Linked DNA regions of Pan troglodytes: region 1 is linked to region 2. The links are chromatin contacts, called in public HiChIP or PLAC-seq maps. All regions are on one chromosome and are shown on one strand. The core of a region is the stretch at or near the end of the contact, and the rest is flanking DNA. Distances in the headings are between cores, read along the strand shown.

What was found. HiChIP or PLAC-seq counts read pairs in DNA pulled down with a chosen protein or histone mark.
Region 1: a contact with region 2 is called in an H3K4me3 HiChIP or PLAC-seq map of stem cell-derived excitatory neurons, with 8 times the contacts expected there. The contact joins two enhancer-like sites. A contact is called at or near these places in 4 of 7 Hi-C or Micro-C datasets (blood, induced pluripotent stem cells and stem cell-derived neural progenitor cells), 1 of 1 datasets of contacts at active chromatin or transcription factors (stem cell-derived excitatory neurons) and 1 of 1 other capture datasets (stem cell-derived neural stem cells).

What each region holds. Positions count from the first base shown.
Region 1 is chr18:3,428,371-3,435,513 of NHGRI_mPanTro3-v2.0_pri, forward strand. No RefSeq gene overlaps it. Among named protein-coding and RNA genes, the nearest start is that of SSTR5, 30 kb to the right of the region's middle. Within about 2 kb of position 2,776, at least 11 of the 24 cell types and tissues checked have an H3K27ac peak or open chromatin away from gene starts, as enhancers often do. A contact at or near this core is called in induced pluripotent stem cells, stem cell-derived excitatory neurons, stem cell-derived neural progenitor cells and 1 more, where this site is marked.
Region 2 is chr18:3,173,786-3,181,053 of NHGRI_mPanTro3-v2.0_pri, forward strand. No RefSeq gene overlaps it. Among named protein-coding and RNA genes, the nearest start is that of GNG13, 5.3 kb to the left of the region's middle. Within about 2 kb of position 5,481, at least 21 of the 24 cell types and tissues checked have an H3K27ac peak or open chromatin away from gene starts, as enhancers often do. A contact at or near this core is called in induced pluripotent stem cells, stem cell-derived excitatory neurons, stem cell-derived neural progenitor cells and 1 more, where this site is marked.

The DNA.
Region 1 (7,143 bases), core at 1,526-4,025, 250 kb after region 2:
GCTGTTCGTACCTAACACTGCTGCAGGGAGGGGTCCTGGGGACTTGGCATCTGCCTCTACGTGTGTTCCCAGCCGGCAAGCGGGGTCCCCCGCCTTCGCCAGAGCGGGCTGCCCAGGGCCCCGGGCGGCCACTCTGCACCACTCGGGGTGGGGTGGGGTGGGTCTCAGGCAGGGACCGGAAGAGGGGCTGCTGGGACCCAGCTAGCTGAGGAGGGCGGCTGGGGGAGGGCTGGGTGGCCCAGGGGAGCCGGGAGGGCAGGCGTGTGCTGGGCGTAGTTCCGGCTTGTGACTGGGCTCTGAGAGGAGTGACCATGGAGGGGTGGCCCATGTTATCCTCTCAGCTGCTAACAGGTTCTGCCACCCACTCCTGGCCACAGATGGGGAGACTGAGGCACACAGCAGGGCCGTCAGCAGCGCGAGGCTGCAGGCAGCCAGTGGTGTGGAGGTTACCCAGGAGTCACCCAGCACGGCGGGGTGGTAGTTTCGGGCCACCCCAGTGTGAGCTCTCCTGCTCCCGCCCTGCTCCCGCCCTGCTCCTGGGCCCGTGGTCTGGCTCTTCCTGCTTCCTCCACCTCCAGGAAGCCACCAGGATTGCTGTGCTCTGAACCAGCCCTCCGTGCCCAGCCCAGCCACTGCTCAGCCACGGCGATGCCACATCCGAGTGCAGCCAGACCCTGGCCTGGGGCCCGTGGTGGGCAGGGGCCGCCTCACCACAGCTGTCCAGGCTGCAGCCCCCAGCCACGGCGGAGCAGGCGGGGCTGGGACCGGAGAATAGACGCCTTCATGCCACAGCCCCTGGCTCTGGGCTGTGCCTGGGCCCCACCCTGGCCCCCGTGCTCCCCCCACCGTGCCCGCGGTGCCCTCCTCCGCCCGCGCGGCTGGTGGCAGGGCCTCCCCGTGTGGGACCGGGCAGCCACCTGCTGCCCACAGCCACAGCCGCACAATGGGCCCTTGTGAGCCGGCGGGCAGCGGGTGGCGGGCAGCGCCTCTCGGCCCACCCCGGGCTCAGAGCCCCACTGTGTGAGGCGGCTGCCCTGGCTGAGGATCATGGAGCCGGCCAGGCTGGCCCCACCCACCCTCAGCCACAGGGACGGTGGCTGCTGCCCCCACCCTCTGTGGTTCCTGCCCCAGCCTCCCCTTGGGAGAGGGTGGTCTGCCTGCCTGAGGGTGGGGGTTTTCCAGAGCAGGAGTTCCGTGCCAGAGGCCACCTCCCTAGGGTGTCTCGGGCAGCCTGAGGCTGAGCGGTGGCTGGTCTGGGGGTCCGGGAGCCACTGTCCCCTCCAGGCCTCCACGTGGCCAGGGTGTGGCAGGAAGTGCGTTGCAAATGCCCAAGCCGTCCCAGGCACTGTCCTGCTCCAGGGAGAACTGAGCTGCCCCAGAGCTGGGCAGGAGAGATGGGGCCTCTTTCCTGGGGGAGCTCAGTGCATCAGGGAGGCCCTGTCCCTGGGACAGCGAAGGCATAGAGAAGCCAAGCTGAGCAGTGGGACAGGCGGGAGAGCCAAGTGCCTGGATCCAGCCATGCCTGAAACCATCTCTCAAATTCATGACTGATTTTTAAAATGTATTTTATTTTATTTTTTTGAGATGGGGTCTCGCTCTGTCGCCCAGGCTACAGTGCAGTGGTATGATCATAGCTCACTGCAGCCTCAGACTTCCAGGCTCAAGCCATCTTCCTGCCTCAGCCTGCCAAGGGGCTGGGAAAACAGGCACACACCACTGATCCTGGCTTTTTTTGGTATAGATGGGATTTCCCTATGTTGCCCAGGCTGATCTTGAACTCCTAGGCTCAAGTGATCCTCCCACGTCAGCCTCCCAAAGTGCTGGGATGACAGGCATAAGCCACCGCCCTGACCCGTGGGTTTTAGTTGAATGGGGACACTGGTGTTTCTGTGGTTCACCTCAGAGGCCCTTGAGGTTTTGTGTGGACCCTGGGTGGGAGGCACTCAGGGAGAGCTCAGAGGCGACCTCCTTCCCGCCCCTGCTCCTGGGCGCCCAGGCTTGTGTGGCACAGGTCAAGCCTCGGGGCTCTCTGGCCTGGCAGAGTCTCTGCCCACTGTGGGGCCACTCAGGCAGCGGCTCCCCCACGGGGACCAAAGACAGGGCCCTCTTCCATCAGGGCAGCGTGTCCGGCCTGTGCCGTGGCTGGGGGCTCCTGGAAGACGCCTTTGAGCAGCGGGACCCGCTGGGGTGTCTGGGCAGGGGTTTGCCCCTTGTCCAGCTCTCCGGCACACGGTTCTTGACCTCGAGGCCCCAGCTGACCACAGCCTCACAGGCCCTAAGGATGGCTCCAGGGCAGCCGGGGGAGGGGCCACACTGACTTCTCCCACCCCACCTCCTCCCTCTTTCTCTGGCTGTGCCCTGAACCCTGAGTAGCAAAGGTGGCTCAGTGGCAATTCCAGACGGAGCGTTTCCTTCAAGGGGAAGGTGGGAACACTCACCCCTAGGATGGGGGGCCTGGGGCCCTGTGCAGGGTGAGAAGTCACCTGTGGATGGTGACACAGGCCCCATGACCAGGTCCCTTTGGTGGGTGGAGGGCAGATCCCTGAGCTCAGGGGTGCAGTTCTCCTAGTGGGGGTCCCTGGGGAGCAGCTCCTGCCCTGCCCCCCTTAAAAACCATGCCCCCAGCCAGGTCCCATCCAGGGTGGGAGAGCAGCCCCGCCCTGCCTCCCCAGCTGCGCTCCCTCCCGGCTGTTCCAGGCGCACTCCGAGTCCCCAGGGCCTGTGCAAAGCCAAGGATTTCCTCGGAGCCGGAGCCGGCACAGCTGCAAGCACACGTCGGGGGAGGGGCCGGGCAGCAGAGGAGGAGGAGTCCTGCACTCACAGGGGTGGGCTGGGCGGGGCTGGGCCGGGGAGGCGGGCTGGGGCCACAGGGTCCTCCTGCCCCTCTGCCTGGGAACATGCATCTGGGGCTGAGGAGTGGGGCGGTACTGCGGGACACAGGGCTGGTGCCCCAGGTGGGCCGTGGGCGCGGGCAGTGCCGAGGGTGGACGGGGCCTGCACGTGGACACTTCCTGAACGCGTGTGTCCGGCCCTGGACTGCAGGGCCAGGTCAGAAGGTGGGGCCTGAGGAGCCGGGAGCCCATCCCCACCCCCGGGGCTCAGCAGCCCCAGGCAGTTACCCTTGGTCCACACCGCCTGGGGCTCGGTGCCCTCAGAGTTCTCAGGGCAGGCTGCAGCTGCTGCTGTCTTACGAGACAAAGTGGGCAGCTCCATTGTGTTCCCCGATGAACCCTCACCCCTGGGAGAGTCAACAGAGCCAGAGATGCCCGGGCCGCCCCGCCCTCCTCGGCCGCCTGCTGCACGGCTGCCAGCCTGGGTCCTCCGAATGTACCAGGTCCCAGAAGCCCCGCCATCCACTCTGCCGGCCTCACAGAGCCTCTGCTCGGCCCTAGCGACCTGGGCAGGGGCAAGGCCGGGCCGATCCGGGGCTGCTCAGCAGGGGAGAGAGGGACACCAAGTGCCCCCAGGATCAGCGCAGCGCCCAGTGTCCTGAGTGTGACTCACAGGGTCACCGCCAGGCTACACGAAGTTAAGGACCCCTGCCCTGGAGGTCACAGAGCCAGCACTGGGGGGTGGCCCTGGCTGCTGGTTTCAGGACCCACTTGGATGGTGCTTGGGCAGCATGGAGCTGGGCTGGCAGGTGGGGGACCCTGAGACAGGGACGGTCCCATCCTGGGCCCCTCAGACCCATGAATGCAACACTCCGGCCCGCCCCTCCTGCCCTGCACGGCTTGCGACTCCCACAGACCTGCCCTGTGGACCTGGGCCAAGTCCAGCCCCAGGGGCCGCTGGGAGGCACTGTGGTCATTGGGGGGGGGCTCGGGCGCTTGTCCCCAGATCTCCGGCCACCTCAAGTGACAGGAAGGGGGGCCAGTGAGGACATGACCAGTGGCCGCCCCCACCCTCAAGGGCTGGCCTTGCTGCCCCTTCATCTCTGCCTGGCCCAGCAGCTCTGGGAGCGGCCACCCTGCAGCCCATGTGTGTGGGGACCCTGCCGCGCCCTGAGCTGTCAGAGCAGCCTCCCACTGGGTGCTGTGCTGGGCCCCTGTCCCCATCCTGCAGGGAGGAAGCACAGCTGGGGGAGTGGCCCCCCGAGGGCCCCTGGGAGCTCAGATCCTACCCCTGGAGGCAGCCCTGGGGAGGCCTGGTGGAGACTCTGCTCTTCTGCTGAAGCTGCTGCTGAAGAGTGACAGGCCTGCCCAGCGCCGGGGGAGGCCCGGGACTCTCAGAGGGAGTGCAGGACAGGGCAGGGCAGGGCAGGGCCAGGATTCCCGGTGACAGCCAGGCTGCCATGGGCCGAACTGCCATCTCTGGGCCTGCGGGCAGGCGCTCAGCTCCCCGGGCCTCAGTTTCCTCACCTAAGGAATGGGACACGCACACCTATGCCCCTGGGGTGGTGCAGAGAACAGGACGGTGCCTCCGAGCAGTGCCTTCAATGCCGTCTGGGGCCTGGGAGCGCACCAGGACTTGATAAATAAACACCAGCTCTCAACACCTCGCCCTCTGCAAGGGGAAGGCCAGGAACGTCCCGCTTAGAGAGAAGGCGAGTCCACGAGCAGCAGACAGTCGGTGCTTAACAAGTGCTCGCTCTTCTTCAGAGCCTTAGGGTGCCAGCTGGCCAGAGTGAGCCTCGCTGACCAGGGAGCTGTGGCAGCCGGCTGGGGGTTGGCCCCTGGGGCAGGTGGGATGCCTGTGGGGCCGGTGTAGGCTCAGGCTTTGTCTGGGAGTGCCCTGCCCCGAGCACTGGCCTGGACACCTGAGCTGAGCCTCAGACAGGCGTTTCGGGGCCGACCCGGCAAGAGCAGCCGCTATCCCCGGGCAGCTGAGCCCAGTGGCGAGGGCTGGTAGAACGATCTAGACGAAACACTGATCTTAATAGCAAAACCACTTCTTTCGAGGGAAAACACGATCCGCAGCCAGCCGGCGCGTACACATGGGGCCTGGAAAAGAAGAGAATTCCGGAGACACAAACGGCCCTGCGCGTCGCCACCTCGGCCCGGCTGCTAAGTTATTAAACTCCTGCACAGGGAAAAGCGATAAAGTAAACATCCACCTCTCCCGTCGCTCTCAGAAGTGAAAGGTTCCTGAGATGGGAAATGCAGACGGCCTGCAGAGTGCTCCATCCAAATAAAATCATCAGATGCTTGAAGACCCTGGGAGAAATGGGCCCAGATGAATCACCTGCGCAAAGCCACTTAGCACTTCGCAGGGGCCCCGAAGCCCCGGTGTCGGCAAGGTGTCTGTCACTGGAGCAGGGGTGGCTGATGGATCTGGTGCGGGGTGGGCGGGAGGAGTCGCAGACTCAGATGTAGGAGGCTTGGTGGGGCCACTGATTCACGTCTGGCCCGGGGCTCTGTCCCTGGGGTCAGGAGGGGACCAGGCTGGGGAAGTTGGGGAGGGGGTTTCTCCCTTCTCTTTCCCAGCTGCCAGGCCATCAGTGGGAGACACAGGTCTTGGGGACCAGGCCCTGCAACCCCTTCTGATCCTGACGTCTGAGACTGGCCTGGTGCTGGCTCTGAGGCCCCTGTGCAACCTCAGCTCGGGCTGGCTGCGGAGGACCTTTGAGGGTTTCCTGGCAAGGCCTTCTCCCTCTCAGCTGGCCATGGCACATAGGACCCCACTCCTCCGTATGCCCAGGGCAGGCATCGCTAATCGAGCCCTGCACTCCCCCCAACCCTTTGCATCAGGGCCCTCCAGGTAACCACGGGTGATCTGGTGGCTCTGGCCTGAGAGATGTGCAGACCCACCCACTTCTGTGCCCAGACCACCTGGCCGATGGGCGGCCCCGCCCCAGGAGGAACAGGGGTCTTCTTGCTTCCCCAGAGCTCCCGCTCTGGGTCCTGCATCCACCTCTCGGATGTGCCGCCCTCCCCACACCTGGGAGCCACGCCGACCCCCTCTGCGCTTTCCTGGGGAGACACCTCTCTGCACCGGAGATCGGCCCCCCGGGGTCTGGGCGTGGGGGCGGGGATTTGGATGTTGGGGGTGCAGAGGCCATGGCCTCGTCATCTTCTCTGACTCTGCCATGAGAGCATGACCAGGGCCTGTTGGCCCCCTGGGCCCTGACATCCCCGGGCCCAGCACCTCCCCGGAGGCCCTACCCATTCTCCTGTTTTCCTTTGCTCACAAGGACCCTTTCACCCTAATCCTGCATGACCTCACCTTAGCTGATTAAATTGGCAAAAATGGCCAGGCTCGGTGGCTCATGCCTGTAATCCCAGCACTTTGGGAGGCTGAGGCAGGCAGATCACCTGAGGTCAGGAGTTCAAGACCAGCCCAGCCAACATGGCGAAACCCTGTCTCTACTAAAAATACAAAAAATAGCCGGGCGTGGTGGCGGGCGCCTATAATCCCAGCTACTCAGGAGGCTGAGGCAGGAGAATCACTTGAACCTGGGAGGCGGAGGTTGCAATGAGCTGAGATAATGCCATTGCACTCCAGCCAGGGCAACAGAGTGAGACTCCATCTCAATAAATAAATAAATAAATTTGCAAAGATGCCATCTCCGTGTAAGGTCACACGCTGAGGTTCTGGGTGGATATGAATCTGGGGGACACTGTTCAGCCCAGGACAGGCACCAACTGTAGCAGGGCAGCTGTCCCGGGCACCCAGTCTGACTGGCACTTACCCCTGGCAGGTCCCCCAGAGCCTGGCCCCTCCACCATGGGGCGGGGGCTCCAATTACTTCCCTGGGGGAGTCCCTAACCTGAGGTCTCCTGTGCCGGGGTCTAGTCAGGGTGGGGGCTGCACCCCATCCCTGGAGCAGGTATGCTGGGCCCTGATAGCAAGCTGGGGAGGGTTCCAGGGCCAGAGGAGGACTCAGGGGCTGAAGGCAGTGATGGGTCCAGCAGGCAGCAGGTAGGGCAGGGCAGGGGAGGGGTGTCAAGGCCCATAAGCGAGAGGAGGCAGGAGGGAGGACGTGGTACCCACAGCTGTGGTGGAGGAGGGAGGGGGTCCACAAGGTGGGTCCCCAGTTTGGAGTCCCAGGTACCCTCCGCTGTGGCCACCGACTGCTGGGGAATTGGTCAGCCTCATAGCATGGCGTGGAGTTGGGCCAGGCAGGGCTGGACGCCCGCCAGGGGCACTGCAGGTGGGCTACCAGGGGCTGGCCTGGGGTTCAGCTGTCACCCAGCTGACACGGGA
Region 2 (7,268 bases), core at 4,231-6,730:
GACCTAGGGGGTCTCCTAATGGGGTCACCAAGGCTCCAGGTTCTGGCTTTTGGTCAATTCACTGGACCCAGTAAGGTCCCTGAGGGTGCCTGAGCTCTGTCCAACACGGCCAGTGCCCCCAGTGAATCAGGACACAGGTTGGAGTGTGGTGTGGGCCACCAGGACAGGCGAGACGGGCCGTGGGGTCACGTCCTGGAGTGAGCACTGCCCTGTGGTCCGGGCAGGTCCTGCCAGTCCTCAGCGTCTCAGCAGAGAAGTGGCTGTGTGTACCTGCATGGTGGACCCGGCCTGCCTACCTGAGCAGAGTCTGGGTGACCCCTAAGGCCAAGGGCAGGAGGAGGTTGAGGGAAGTGGGGGCAGGGCCAGGGCAAGCTGAGGGTTTTGGGTCTGCTGCAGGCCCATGTCCCAGGCATGTGATGTGGGTCCCGTCTCTCACCCCACTTCTGTGGCGTTTCTGGTCGCTGGGGGGGCACCAGTCAGCCTCGGTGTCGTGTGGACCCCCAGAATCAGAAGCAGGTCCTGTGCTGACCTGGGTGGGTGCAGTAACCTCTGCTCCCGTGTGAGGGGCTGTGAGGTCCCATCCTCAGTAAGACGGGGGTCTTGAAGACTGACTTCGACCTTCCTACCAAGGCTGCACTCGGAAACCCCCAAACACATCCGGGCGCTGACCCCTTGAGCTGGAGTCAGCCTTGGGTCTGGAATCTGCCTCCCCCGGCCCTACAGCTGGACCCGGCTTCAGCGATTCTCATTGGGAGGAATGGCAGCCATTCCCCCAACGGAGTGACTACAGCCTCCTGAGGCCAGGGGCTCCTTTCTGAAATTAGGCCACTAATTGGGCCGCTGGGCGAGAACACGCAGGGCTCTTTCCGCTGCCCTAGAAATGGCTGTCCCTGGCCCGAGGGGCTCCTGACCCACCAGGCGTGGGGCTGTGCTGCTGGGCCTGGCTTGGGGCAGGAGCATCGAGACCCCCCATTTACAGCCAACCAAGACCGTGGGGGAAGCACAGGAGGCCGGAGGCCCTTCACGCTGACTTTAGGGCTTGGTACCACACTGGCACAGGGGGCTCTGATCCCTTCCTAGCGGGAAGCTGCAGCAGGGTCTCCCGGGACTGGCCTCTCGCTGCGGCCTCAACTCCGAATGGGTGGGGGAGACAGCCCCCGACACCAGTCAACTCTCCGGGGAACAGAGGGATAAAGTGCTGAGCTGGGGACCAAGGACCAGCCCCGTCCTCCACCCGCCTGTGCCCTAGGCTCTGCAGAGGGCTCTGGCTGTCCTAGGGGGACCCTGTGGCCTGCAGGCCCCAAGCAGCCTGGGGGCGGTGGGTGAATGTGTGTGGAGGACACGCTGACTTCCGTCAAGTCCCTGCAAACAAAACCGCAAGCGTGGGGCCTGGGGAAATAACGAAGGCAGCTCCTCACCAAAGAAACTCACTCCGCCTAGTTAACTGGAGCTCATAACAACGACTTTTCTGTCATCTGTGAAAGTTTCAAAGTGATTTTCAAAAACAATTTAAGCTCTTAAACCCAAGCACAGAAAACACAACGGAAAACTTCAAGGGATGGGGTGGGGGGAGGGTGGAGGGATAGCATTAGGAGATATACCTAATGTTAAAAGACGAGTAAATGGGTGCAGCACACCAACATGGCACATGTATACATATGTAACAAAGCTGCACGTTGTGCACATGTACCCTAAAACTTAAAGTATAATAAAAAAAAAAAAAAAAAGAAAACTTCAAGGGAGTCCCGGGTGCGTGGCTGTCATCCACACCTGACCTCCATTGTGTAGTCAGGGGCCTGCTAGGGGCTTGGCGGTAGCCACGCTCGCGCTGCAGCCTCGGGGTAGCGTGCCTGCCTTAGCTCGGTTTACTCTGAACAGCTGCAGGTCAGTGCGTGGTTACAGTCGCCGGAGGTTTCCTACTTAAGAGACGCCCGTCTCCTGAAAAGCTAGGTATGTCTTTGCTAACCAGAAGCATGGCCTGAGGCAGGAGGTCCTGGAAGGACAGAAGCAGGCTGGGCGGTGGATCCCCACAGGCTCGGACACCCTAGCTCCTGGCCTGAGGACTGGAGGTCAGTGTGTCACCAGAAGCAATGCCAGCTGGGCTCCCGGGGATGGGGTGCTACCCCCATTCAGAACTTGAGTGTGTTTAAGGGGAACTGACAGGCAAAATAACAGCCTGCTGGGTTCAGAGGCCCCCACTGCCGGCTACACCAAATTACGCTCTTTCAAGAGCAACAGCTCAGAAGTCGCAGATTTTCCAAAATAGACACACATTTGCTCAGCCGAGGGTGGTGGGAGGCCTTGAGGCAAGACCTTTCCAAGGTCTGTGGGGGAAGAGAAGGGAGAGTGAGTCGCGCCTTCTGCCCCAGGCCACCCTCCGGTGTCGTGGTCCCTGGGGCGGCTTTCCTAGGAGCCCGTGATCTGCAGGGTGGTGGCCAGAGCCGTGCAGCAGCCTGACAGGGCTTGTGGCTTTGGGAGAGTCCCTGCCCACACAGACAGACACTTGCTTTGGGATGACTAGGCTGGGTGCAGTGGCTCACACCTGTCATTCCAGCACTTTGGGAAGCTGAGGCTAGAGGATCCCTTAAGCCTGGAAGGTGGAGGCTGCAGTGAACTGTGATCATGCCACAGCTCACAACAGGGAGACCTTGTCTCAAAAAAAAAAAAAAAAAAAAGGGATGACAAAGGTCCACTGATTTTGCCCAAGGACACCTAGAAGTTAAGATGGTGTGTTCTGGCCTCTGGCTGTCCCCACGGCTTCATTCAAACATCCCGGGCTGGGTGGCCACCACTGTAAGTGCATCAGGGCCCAAGGACCCACCTGTACCACTAACCACAGGACATGCTGTGAATCCAGGTTGGCCTCTAAGGCCCTGGACGGGTCACGCCACAGCCCTCAGGGATCCTGGGACCCCCAGTGCAGGGGGTGGCCCTGCTGCTGCTTCCGGGGCTAGGGAAACCACAGAATGTCGTCTTCCAAATCTGATTGGCAAATGGGTTTGGCAGAGCCTAGCCAGATGCTAGGATGGCCCGAACTGACCAGAAGCCCCCGTGCAGAGGTGGCTACTGGGGACAGCCAGGTCACCCCAACATGGGTGGGGCAGCTGCACACCCCACTTACCACCCCATGGGTCACAGGCCTCGAACGTGCATCCTGCTATGTGGAGACCAGACCACAGGTGGCCAAGCTCCGTCTCGGGAAATAAGCCTGGGGCCCTGGGCGGCCGGCACTCACTTCCTGGCTATCTCTACCACCCCATGGGGCAGGAAGACACCCGCCTGCATTTCTGAGCTCCCAAACAGCTCAGGAACAGCGCAGCCGCTCGCAAATGCAGTGTGCGAGGTACAGACTGTTCCAGGGCCTGGCCTGCGCCCACAGGGAACTCCTGCCACACGGGCCCCTTCTCACAAGGGGACACCGTCCACCCCCAACCCCTGGGGCCCAGAGCAGCCCCAAAACAGACACAAGCATCCCAAAAAGGGGGTCACTGGGGTAGATGCACACATCTGGGGACCCTGTGTGTCATCCCAAGTGGGGCATAGCCCTGGGCATCTGGTCTTAGGTCCCAGGGCTTTGCCAGCAGAAGCCTCCAGGTGTGCAGGGTCTGTGCTAGAGGCCTCCAACCGGCCACCATGGGCTGTCCACCCGTGTGGCAGCACCCAGGTCCCTGCAGTGCCTGAGACTCCTCGCACTCAGTGGACAGCAGAGCGCCCCTGAGCAGCCTCGGTATCTGCAGATGCACAAGGCTGGCTGGGGCAGGAGCAAGGGAGGGAGGGGCTCTGAGGAAGGCGCCTGCGTCCCCACAGATCAATCACTTGATATTTGACATGACCTGCAAACATTTTATTTGCAAAATACAGAGAGTAGACGACAGGAAGTAGCCTTACACCTGTAATCCCAGCACTTATGGAGGCCAAGGCGGGAGGATCCCTTGAGCTCAGGAGTTGGAGACCAGCCTGGACAACAAAGTGAGACCCTATCTCTACAAAAAAATACAAAAATTAGCTGGGTGTGGTGGTGCGCACCTGTGGTCCCAGCTATTGGAGAGGCTGAGGTGGGAGGATTGCTTGAGCCTGGGAGGTGGAAGCTGCAGTGAGCTGAGATAATGTCACTGCACTCCAGCCTGGGCAACAGAGCGAGACTCTCTCTCAAAAAAAGTTGAGGCTGGGCATGGTGGCTCACATATGTAATCCCAGCACTTTGGGAGGCCAAAGTGGGCAGATCACCTGGCCAACATGGTGGAAACCTGTCTCTGCTAAAAATACAAAAATTAGCCAGGGGTGGTGGCCTGCGCACCTGTAATCCCAGCTACTCGGGAGGCTGAGGCAGGAGAATCACTTGAACCCAGGAGGCGGAGGTTGCAGTGAGCCGAGATCATGCCATTGCACTCCAGCCTGGGCAACAGAGGGAGACTCCATCTTAAAAAAAAAAAAATGTTTGGGCCGGGGGCGGTGGCTCACGCCTGTAATCCCAGCACTTTGGGAGGCGGAGGCGGGCGGATCACGAGGTCAGGAGGTTGACACCATCCTGGCTAACACGGTGAAACCCCGTCTCTACTAAAAAAAAATACAAAAAAGTTAGCCGGGCGTGGTGGCGGGTGCCTGTAGTCCCAGGTACTCGGGAGGCTGAGGCAGGAGAATGGCGAGAACCCGGGAGGCGGAGCTTGCAGTGAGCCGAGATCGCGCCACTACACTCCAGCCTGGGCGACAGAGCGAGACTCCGTCTCAAAAAAAAACCCAAAAAACCAACAAAAACAAGTTTGGAGCCACGCGGCCACAAGCCTCTTAAGGACGCCTGGAGCTCCCAGAGCCCCCAGGAGCTGAAAGAGGCAGGAAGGGTCCTCCCTATAGCCTCTCGAGGGATCGCGGCCCCCATTACCTTTTCAAAATGTCACCTCTCCCCGCGGTGTGACCCTCGAAAGCTAGATGCGCCCAGGAGGCAGCAGCCCAGGCCCCGCACCTTCCCTCCCGCTCCCTCTGGCCGCCGGGCCTCAGCCAGCGCTGCTCCCTGACCCGCCTGTGCCCTCGCCAGGGCCCCTCGCCGCCGCCGCCTCCTGCCGCCTCCCGATATGGCCAAACACCCGGGCGCGAGCCCCGCGTGCAGGCGCCGGGCCTGGGCCCCTGTGGCCGTCCCGCCAGCGGCCGTCTTCTGTCCCTGCATTTAGAGAAGGGGGATGGCAAAGGGACCCGCCAGCGGATCCCTCTTACGGGTGGGGAAACTGAGGTAAGACGGTCAGGGCTGGCCGCAGGGCGTGGCGGGCCCTCGGGGCAGTCGCCCAGACCACCCGGACGGCCCCGCTCGCAGCCTCCGCTCGCAGCCTTCGCCCGCCCCCGCCAACTTTTCAACCGACCGTCGCGCGCCGTTTACTTCCTCCTTGGGAGATAATTTCCGGGTCCCGGCAGGAAAGGGTCAGCCGCGCACGGTGGCCGCCCGCGTGTCGTCAGCGCTCGTCGCAGCCATCTTGGCTCCTGGCAGCGGCTGCCCAGGCCTCGGTCGTGGGCTGGGCGGCCATGTTGGAGTCGGGCAGGGCTCTCATATCCGGTCACTCTCCACTGGCGATGATCGATTGCATTTGACGGACGCGACGCTGGTCGAGAGTCGCTCGCATTGCTCGACGTTTTCTGCAACTCCAGGACCGTAACTCCAGGGGCGAAAGTCGCAGGCCCCTGCAGAATCAGATGATCCAGAAGGATGCCCGCTGTCTTTTTGGTCCATTTCAGTTGTAAACCAAGAAGTAGCCGGGACAGGCCTCGGGCTTCGGAGCGTGGCTCGGCAAGGTCGAGGTCGCGCCTGGGGGACAGGTCGATGCCTTTCTCCAGAGATGGTTTTGAGGCCTCCGTATTTAAAGGGGGAAAGCGGGCTGCGGGGTAAGGAAGGCTCCGGTCCTGTTTCTGAGCCCACGGTGGGAAGAGAAAAGGAGGGGTGGGGGGGCTGGGGTTGCCGATGATGCGTCCCCAAGATGAGGGGAATGGAGAGTGAGATCTGACCTCGCGTCTGTAGTTACCTGCCCAACAACACAGGGAGAGGCAGTAACTTGACCGGCTCCGTCTTCGGCTTCGTTCTGTCCTTTTGGCAGCCTGAATTGGGGTCCTGAGCTTTTACTTTCACACCGTCCTCCACAGTTTCCTAAATGGGATCTGGAATGCTTCTTCCCTGGCACGCCTGTGAGATCTGAGGCAGAAGCCAGTGTACAGAAACAGGCGTCGCATCAGTAGGCATTCTCCAGAGGCCGACCAATATATTGGAGAGACAGATTAATAGACGGATGATAGTGGGTTTGTTAGGGGAATTGGCCCATGCGGTTAGGGAGGCCGAGAAGTCCCGGGAGGGATGCCATCTGCAAGCCGGAGACCTGGGATGCTGGCAGCCTGGCTCGGTCCAAGTCAGGAAACGGAAGAACCAGGGGAGCTAAAGGTGTGACTCAGGCCAGGGCTGAAAGCTGAGAATCCAAGGAGCCGCTGGTGTTAAGTCCTGGAGTCCCAAGGCTGGGGGCCCTGTCCAAGGGCAGGAGGAGGAAGAGAGAGTCCCAGCGCCAGGAACAAGAGCAGAACTTCTTTTCCCTCTTTTTTTTTTTTTTTTTTTTTGACAGAGTCTCGCTCTGTCTCCTAGGCTAGAGACAGAATGCAGTGCAGTGGCACGACCTCAGCTCACTGCAGCGTTACGACCTCAGCTCACTGCAGCGTTCACCTCCCAGGTTCAAGCGAGTCTCCTGCCTCAGTCTGCAGAGTAGCTGGGACTACAGGTGCATGCCACCATGCCTGGCTAATTTTTTTTTGTATTTTTTAGGAGAGATGGGGTATCACCATGGCCAGGCTGGTCGTGAACTCCTGACCTCAAGTGATCCGCCTGCCTCAGCCTCCCAAAGTGCTGGGATTACAGGCGTGGACCATCGTGCCCAGCCCCTTTTTGTTCTATCTGGGCCCCCAGGCGATTGATGGTATCCGCCCCCATGGAGGGTCTTCCCCTTGGTCCCCCGACCCCCAGGCAGGCTCCTCTGGAAACCCCCTTGCAGACACACCCAGAAGCAGCGCCTTATGAGGTCTCTAGGGATCCCTTCACCCAGCCAAGTAGGTGCTTGAGATGACCCACGGCAGGTCGGACATCTCCCTCCTCGTCCACTAGGACAGTGTCTGATTTGCCCTCTTTCCCTCCCTGCATAAGCTGATCCAGAGAATTGTCACAAGACAGAGTTACAAATTTAGTTTAAAGATCCTCGTGGGCTCCATTCGTGATGCTAGATTCGGGCAACGGCTTGGCTCTACAGAGA